Regions from separate parts of the Triticum aestivum genome. Here region 1 is linked to region 2. The links are chromatin contacts, called in public Hi-C maps. All regions are on one chromosome and are shown on one strand. The core of a region is the stretch at or near the end of the contact, and the rest is flanking DNA. Distances in the headings are between cores, read along the strand shown.

What was found. Hi-C and Micro-C count contacts between places; a contact is called where the count stands out from the background.
Region 1: a contact with region 2 is called in a Hi-C map of leaf, with 2.8 times the contacts expected there. The contact joins the promoter of LOC123182965 here to the promoter of LOC123182961 in region 2.

The regions. Positions count from the first base shown.
Region 1 is chr1D:462,414,994-462,419,163 of IWGSC CS RefSeq v2.1, forward strand. LOC123182965 (oligopeptide transporter 7) reads left to right here and starts at 2,088. Exons shown (of 7, transcript XM_044595668.1): 1 at 2,088-2,235; 2 at 2,329-2,804; 3 at 2,896-2,993. The coding sequence starts at 2,133.
Region 2 is chr1D:462,210,111-462,214,635 of IWGSC CS RefSeq v2.1, forward strand. LOC123182961 (putative FBD-associated F-box protein At1g61330) reads right to left here and starts at 2,298. Exons shown (of 5, transcript XM_044595662.1): 1 at 2,008-2,298; 2 at 1,096-1,151; 3 at 80-925. The coding sequence starts at 2,149.

The DNA.
Region 1 (4,170 bases), core at 838-3,337, 200 kb after region 2:
AAACCCTTTTTCTCCCATAATAGGTCAGCAAACTTACCGGCGCATCTCTGTGCTAAGCATGCTTGCATTCTGAATGTGACCGAATGTTGGATGGATGTAACTCCTAGCTTCCTAGTGATCAGCCTTATGGCTGACTGTCCTAGGAATGCTCTCATATGAATAAAAGCTTTCTGAATTGCCCGAAAAAAAAGGGACCGGCTGAACTCGTGCTTCCTTGGAACGGTATGTGCGTGTTAATGAAGTTAGGCTTAGCTTGAGCCTAAGCCTAAATAGGCTTGAGCTAATTAGGGTCTTATACAAAGGTTAGTTCCATCTCCATGCGCCCAGATGTACCGCCGCATCGATTGTGCAACGCACGGATGCGCACCAGTTGTGAGGCGGACGCATGTCACGTTTACTCCACGATGGCAAAATTGACGTACGCACGGCCTCAACTAGACTACCCTTTTCAACACCGCAAGCTCGACTAAAACAAAAAAACACTCAAAGCGGCCAGCCTATGCATGCCATAATGTGTGTGCGCGTCTCGTGCGGCATATGCATGCATGGACCGGTGCACTCCGTGATTAGCAAAAAAGGAGCATTCAACCAGATTCAATTACCTTACAGCATCCACAGCGGGTTGCCCAAACCCGTCTCAAACGCCCGGTAAAACCCGACTCAGACGAGCGCCTCAAACGTTCGAGCTGATCGGCACCCCTCATATTCAGTCCGCAACATCAGAGCCGACAGGTCTACCTCATCATAAATTGCACCAAAATCACCCCCTCGATCTAACGGACCCATTTGCTCTCTCCTCTCTTCTTCCTTCTCCGCGTCGGACGTCTCGCAGCTCCGCCGCCACCCTTACTTTTTTTAGAACAAAGGCTTGTGAAGAGCCTAGCTTTGAATTAACAAAACCATCAACCGGTCAGAAGTTACAACACGCACCCAAATTACAACGGCCAAACTGGTACAATGGGGAACACTAAGAGCAAACCCGAACTACAGCCTCCATAAGCAGCCAATGAAACGAAAATAAAGATCTAGAGGCCAAGCACTCCACACTAGGATCATAGGAATCAAGGACGAAGCAGCAGAGCTGGACATTGCCACCATCGAAAATGGACTTTGCTCGAAGCGTGCCGGTGATGTGGAATCTCCAGGATCGAAATGGTTCTGATGCCAAATGTGAACTACTTTCTCTAGTAATCATTCAAACGAGTTCATCACCGTGGATCTATCCTCCCACACATGTCGGTAGCCATAGTGTCTTGGCCGAGGCCACCTACTTCTATTCTAGTTCACAACTAACCACATACACATGTATTTGAATGAGACTATTACATCCCGATTAACGGGCCCGGTCTGGGCCTGCAAGCCACTGGGGAAGAATGTGATGACGAGTGAGCCTAGGCCTTGGACCATGAGTTGAATCTTCGCCTTCGCGCTCGCCGTCTTGATCTTCAGTAACAAAACAGCTGACAAAAATAAAAGGAAACCATTGGAGATCCCGTAGAACGAAGTAGTTGCACACGCGCGGGTGGCAACCTTTCACTGCTTGAGATCCTGGTTTTGTGGGCCTTCAAACACAATGTCTGCTCAGACAAGTAACATCCACCTTTGTTGCATTTCAAAATTTGAACTTTCACTTCTTTTAAGGATCATTAATTAAGCCAATTATCTGAAAACCCACCTATAATAAAATTGAGAAAATTTCATTTCTCTCCCTAACTCGAACCCACACCTGACATTTACTTGCCCCTAATATGCTCATAATATGGAACGGAGGGAGTACATGTTGTTATGGGTGTGGGCGCTTAAAAATCTGCCCAAAGTCAAATTGTGGATTTGAACATTTTACAAAATAAAATAATATGTTAATAGCAAAGAACCTTATCGAAAGTTATCTTCCCAACAACTACACTTATGTGGTCCATTGATCCTTGATAAGCGTGCCATGTGATCCTTGGTACTCCACTGGGGGAGTAATAGTGAGAAGTGTCGCCATCAGCTATGGGGACTCGGGGAGCTTTCAGATATCAATATCTTATAATTTTCTCTCTCTTTTTTTTTGCAAAAATTCCCAGCCAAAAGGAACAAAAGCGACAAGCTTCCATAGAGCATAATTACAAGTCCCAACACTCCTAACCATGGCCTCCTCCTCCCACCAAGAAGAACTGCATGAACAAGGCCAGGAAGACGAAGAAGGGGAAGACCACGACCAGCATGGTGACCAAATCACCGCCCCACTTCGTAAGCCGGCCGAGCCACAAAATCGTCGGCTCAGTCGTTTACTGGGCGTGGACTGGCAAGACGATGGCTGACGTTGCTTAACTTCCCGTGCAGTGCAGCCATCAAGTTCGCCCGAGGAAGGAGAAGAATGGGAGGAGGCGGAGAACTCGCCGGTGGAGCAGGTGGCGCTGACGGTGCCGGTGGGAGACGACCCGTCGACGCCGGTGCTGACGTTCCGGATGTGGGTGCTCGGCGCGACCGCCTGCGTGGCGCTCTCCTTCCTCAACACCTTCTTCGGGTACCGCAAGGAGCCGCTGGAGATCACGGCCATCTCGGCGCAGGTCGCCGTGGTGCCGCTGGGCCGGCTCATGGCCGCGGCGCTGCCCGAGCGCGCCTTCTTCCGGGGCCGGCGGTGGGAGTTCACGCTCAACCCGGGGCCGTTCAACGTCAAGGAGCACGTGCTCATCACCATCTTCGCCAACGCCGGCGCCGGCAGCGTCTTCGCCATCAACCTCGTCACGGCCCTCCGGGTCTTCTACGGCAAGCCCATCTCCTTCTTGGTCTCCCTCCTCGTCGTCCTCACCAGCCAGGTTCGTAGTACTTCATAGCTGATATTCAAGGTGCCTTCAGTGGTGGAGTGGAGCATGAATGAAGTGGTACTCGGCTCGGCCATGCATGTAGGTGCTGGGGTTCGGGTGGGCGGGCATATTCCGGCGGTATCTCGTGGAGCCGGCGGCGATGTGGTGGCCGTCCAACCTTGTGCAGGTCTCCCTCTTCAGGTATCTCTGAATCTGCCATAAATTAATACCCAATAATAGATACTCCGATTAATATTATACTCCACAGTTTTCAATCAATGTCAGATTAGTAGCACTCCATTATATTACGGGATTCAATCAATGTTATCAAAGCAGCATAGTAGTACGTACTGTTGCATCATTATTCAATAAAAAGTGGAGTGGTGCACATACAGTATTATTGCTGTTTGCAAGGATATACTCCTAATTTCTTAGTATAGTATCACAGTTTCCAATCAATGTTATTGCTGTTTGCAAGGATATAATTTCTTATAAGTACGGTACCAGTGCGCCTAGCTAGATCAGCCACTGTACTACTAGTGTGGTAGCAGCATCATGCCTCACGAATTGTTGTAGTACTGTAGTAGCTAATGAATGTGTGGTCACGGAGTCATCGCGGTCTTGAATGTTAGGTAGCGGTGGCAGTGGTACCAAAAACAGAATGGTTAAAGCAAGGGAGGGCCCAAGTTGCACGTCGGCATGGAAGCTGCGCTGAATAGTAGTATTACTGTGTGAACATTCGTTTCTACTATAGACGTTACTCCAAGAGCAAAACTGGACAGAAACCGATTACCGATTCAAGAATAAAACCATTGCGGCGCTGGCTGCGGCAGCACCGGAGGGCTCTGGCATGTCACCATTTATCTGTCCCAATCCACGGCCATGGTCCTCAAATGTATAGCTGGCCAAATGGGCCGGGCCAACCAGGCCGGCCCGTGAGCACGCCCGGCACGGCCTGCCATGGGCCAGGCACGACATGAGCTAAATGGGCCGGGCCTGGCACACGGCACGCACTGGGCCGTGCTTGGGCTGCTAGGTGGAGCACGCGGGCCGGCACGACACGGCCCGATTGTCCTTTTTAATTTTTTTATAAATCTCTATATGGCCCAACAGGTAAAATAAGCTAAAAATGCCCAGTGCGCCAAATAGCAGGCAGACTAGTGGGCTTGGCGTGCCAGTGGGCCGGCTCGATTAGCAGCTGGGCCATGCCTGGGCTGCAGGCTGCAGCACGCGGGCCGGCACGGCACGGCCCGTCCTGTATAATAATCGTGCCTCGGCGGGCCGGGCCGGGCCAGGCACGATTAGAATGGGTCGTGTCGTGCCGGGCCGGGCCGGCCCGTTTGGCCAACTATGCTCAAATGTCTGCCCCAAATTCCTA
Region 2 (4,525 bases), core at 1,048-3,547:
AAGTGTTACATACATACACATACACATACTTGAGTGGTCCTTATAATACGATCATTGAGACATTAAAACCAACACATACCTCAATACGACCGGCGAGCAGGGTGAGGCTCTCAACATTTTGCGCGATGGACGGAAGGCTAAAGCGAGCATAAGAGAGAATACCAGACAGGTTGACAGGTGAAATATCTACATTCTTAAGTTGCGAAGAATTTCGGACATAGATGACCGGTGTCCCACAATAGCGAAAAGAGCAAAGACGCGGAGCATCTATCTCTACCACCTTCACCATCTCGCATTTTTGAACACTGAGGAACTTGAGCTGCTGCAGCGTACAAGGTATTTTCAAGCATATTATCCCACTACATGCTTCAATCTCTAGCCACTCTAGGGCGGATGATTTAGACAGCAAGTGCCCTAATCCATCCTCAGTAACGTGGACATAACGCAGACTTAAACTTTTCAATCTTCTCAACCGCCCAAGTATTGATGTGGGATGAAAAGCACAACCAAAGAGGCTAAGAGACTGAATTGAACTTGCAGCTGCCTCATTAGACAAAACCGAACACGGGAAGCTGTAGATTTTATTGACGACTAAAGGCAACAGCAAGCTAAATTCTTGGATCCCAGGTTTAATGATTCGGAGCCACCTGTCGAGGTAGGAGGCTTTGATATCTCTGCAAGGGCCAATATCAAGTTTAAGTGTCTTCACCTTCACCCCATTGTGATAATGGTTTGTAAGAATTTTGTCAACTTTGTCAATGAGATGGGTTTTCCATTCCTCAGTTTTTCTGTCCAAACCAAGTGTACGCTCACTGAGTATGAGGCTGGAATAGCTTCTCCAGGAACGCCGAAACCTACGGGACACACAGGCAGCATGAGCAGCATCTTGTATTGGCAAGAGAGAATGTATATGATGTATGATGTCCTACAGAACCAATGTTGACAGGTTCAACTGTTAGCTAGTAGCTGACTGCAATAAATAACACCAGCAGTGGTGGATTCATTACCAAAGTCCTATGTACGTGTTCCTGTGCTAGCAGTTGTGTTAAAAAAACATTGTAACTAGGATGATGCTTGATTGCCGGCAACACATACCTCTGGGAGTTCCTCCAGACCATTTGTTTCAGTTGATGAAGCCTTCGACCCGCTACCTGCAACACAGCAGAGCAAGAGAGAAGTATCAACTCTCACGGGCCAGTGATGCCTGAACAAGGAAAGATAAAAATGAATTAGAAAAGAAAGAATCCGGAATAGTCAGCCAGTTAGGCCTCATTCGTTTAATCCCTGTCAAGAACCTCACCGATTTAGCGGTGGAATTCGAGATCACGTCTCTGATTTGGAGACGGATCGGGAGGAGATCAGGCGAAGAAGAAGACTACGAACCCTAGCTACTTTACTCTAGAGATAGGAGATAACTTTTCTTCTTACTTCCATTCCAAGCTTGTCTCGGCTTATAAGCTGCCGCGAAATTACAGTGAGTGAAAACAGAAACACGTGCACACACACACATAACAGTAAATGTTGGAATTACACCAGTTCTTTCACTGTTGTTTAATGTGTCTCATCTGAGCCGTCCATCTTCCTTTACTCGCTTGCATCACCGTTGTCCGTTAACTGACGAACCATTCCTCGAGTTCTTCAGAGATCGACAGTGCTTCCCTTCTTCAGTATTCTTGGCTAGGTCGAGGTCCTGACAATCCCACCCCCGCGTGGATTGGGATCCAAACCCCACCGATTGGCAGGGATCCTGACAAGCTAGTAAGGATAATCTAAGATGGTAGGGATCCCCTGGGGCTAACCGAATGTATATATGGTAGCAGGGATTTGAGCGATGACAGGGGGGGAGGGGATTAGAGGGGATTTGGTGGCTTATATGAAGGAGGAATTGGTGGGATATCTGAGTCTGAGACTTGAAATCCCCAAACCCCTTCAAACCAACAGATTAATTTTCGCCTAAGACAGAAGAAGAAGAAGCCAGATCCGAGATGGGTTCGTGAGTAAACATACCTGCTGCAGGAGAAGTATGAGGTTTCAGCAGCCGATGCCGATGCCGATGGCGCCGCCGTGTCCTGCTCACTGCTGCGTCGTGGATCGCCGCGAATCGGGATCGACAAGTCACCGGGCGTAGCCGCACACGACGGGGCGACATGGTGAAGGAACGCCCCACCGATTGCTACCAGTTTCGACGGGATGCTTGCTCTCTCTTCTATTCTCTCTGTACTTCCTAACTAAACGGGGAGTCCGTTTCCGTTCCGTACCTTGTTACGTTTGGCCCCCACCTCACCTCTCCATCGACTGGCCTCCCACACGCACGCCCCACCGTTTTTCTATTCTCTTTCTGGTTATCCATGCTGGTTTTATACCGTGTTTTAGAGCATCTTCACTCGCGCCCCCCCCCCCTCCCCCCACAGGCTCCCCAATACCTTTTTTTTCGCGGGCGTGAAAAAAACGCCCCAGTCACGCCCCAGAATCTCACTTTTCGCCGGTTAGTGCCAAATTTGGCGCCGGCGGACCCATGCCGAACCCGGCACGCTGGGGGGAAACTTTTTTGACGCGAAAGCGTGGTGGACCCGCCGAGTCAGCGACCAGCCGCGTTCGTTGTCCTCCCACGGGGGAATCAATGCCAAGGCTGCCGTCGATCAACCCTCCATTGATTCCTCATGGGCGGCGGAGTGATGGCGCGGCGACGCGCCTCGCCCCCTCCGGCCACGCGTACACACGCATGCCGCCCGCTATAAAAGCCGCCCCTCCCTCGCCGGTGGCCGCACACACTCCTCTCCCCCCTCGCCGAAGACGAACTTCTAGCCCTCTCGCCGCCGCCGACCCTCTCGCCCTCTCCCCTCTCTCCTAGCCCTCCTCCGACGACCATGGCCGAACGCTACCCTAGCGACGGAGCGGCGGCCAATGGCTTTGGTCGCCGCCACCTCCACGAGGACAAGGCCCGCCTCCTCTACGAGCGGACTACCCGGCCCCGCCGGACATGCGGGTGCCGGGCTCCTGGAGGCTCAGCGTTGGCGGCGTCCCGGTGCCGCCGGCGCCCACCGGCGCTGATCGACGCGCCAAGATCGCGCGCATCCGCTTGTCGTTGCCGGAGCACGCGCGGAACGAGCTGAGGTACGCCACCGACAGCAACGCGCTATGGACGCGTACCTCGACCGCCGCCACGCTGACCAGCTCGCCTCCAACAACGACGTCGAACGGGCGGCGACAATGGTGGGGCGTCCCTGGGCGCACGCTCGAGGCCTTCCTCGAGCACATCGAGGCCGACAACGAGCCGCGGTTGGAGTACCCGGCGCCCCTTCCTTCTCTTGCCTCCGAGGAAGCTCATGGACCTCGAGGAGAATGGAGACGGGCTCATCGTCCTCGTCGGGCTCCCGCTCCTCCCCGTCAAGTCGGAGCCGCGGGAGACGCCGCTCGGGCGGCGCACTCGTGGCGGCGCCCTCATCATCAACGAGGGCGGACCTGGCCTCTCTGCTCCATCCTCCTGCCTCGTCAAGCCAAAGACGGAGCCGGGGCTCATCGCTGTCAAGAAGGAGCATGAGGCCATGGCCGCCGCTGACGAGACCGCCCTCAAATGGGCGCGAGACGACTACATCCGGCTGGAGATGGAACGTCAGCGCAACACCTTCGAGGAGATCGTCCCTTGGCGCCACGGCCGCGACGAGGACGGCGTCGTCCTCCTCGATGACAGCGACGACGACGCGGCAGGGCCGTCCAAACCCCCACACATCAGCGACTCAGGTCAGGGGTGCAGTAAGGACGGCGACGGGCGCGGGCATGGCGGCGTTTACGACGGCGGCGACGACTACACCAAGTTCTCTGCAAACGCTGCATCCCGCGGCCGTGGCGGCGGCTCTGGCAGGTTGGTTCTTCCCGTGGCAAGGGGAGGACAGGAGGAGGCGGGCACAGCAGCGATGGCGGGCGCTCTAGCAACAGGGGGCGTTGTGGTGGCGGCTCTGGCCGGGCTCATCCCGATACCCCGCGCTGCCAGATCTGCGGCAAGCCCGGGCACACGGCCAAGGACTGCTGGTACCGCTACGAGGAGGACGACGATGACTCCCAAGATGAGGACATGATCGCCGCGGCTTCTGATGGCTCCTATGGGGTCGATACAAATTGGTATGTTGACAGTGGTGCCACCAACCATATTACCAGTGAACTTGAGAAGGTCACAATGAAGGAAAAGTACCATGGCAAAGATCAGATCCACACTGCAAGTGGAGAAGGTATGAGAATACGTCACATTGGTCATTCAATTTTTAGTACCCCTCGACGTAAAATTTATCTTAAGAAAATTCTGCATGTCCCTAGTGCCAATAAGAATCTTCTTTTCGTTCATAGAATTGCCATTGATAATCATGTCTTCCTCGAATTTCATCCTTACTTCTTTTTTTATCAAGGATCAGGCAACGAAGAAAATCCTCTATCGAGGTAGATGTGTTCGAGGGCTTTACCCACTGATTCCGGAGCGTAGAAGATTCAATAAAGAAGTCCATGGTGTTGTCAAACTTCCATCAACACGGTG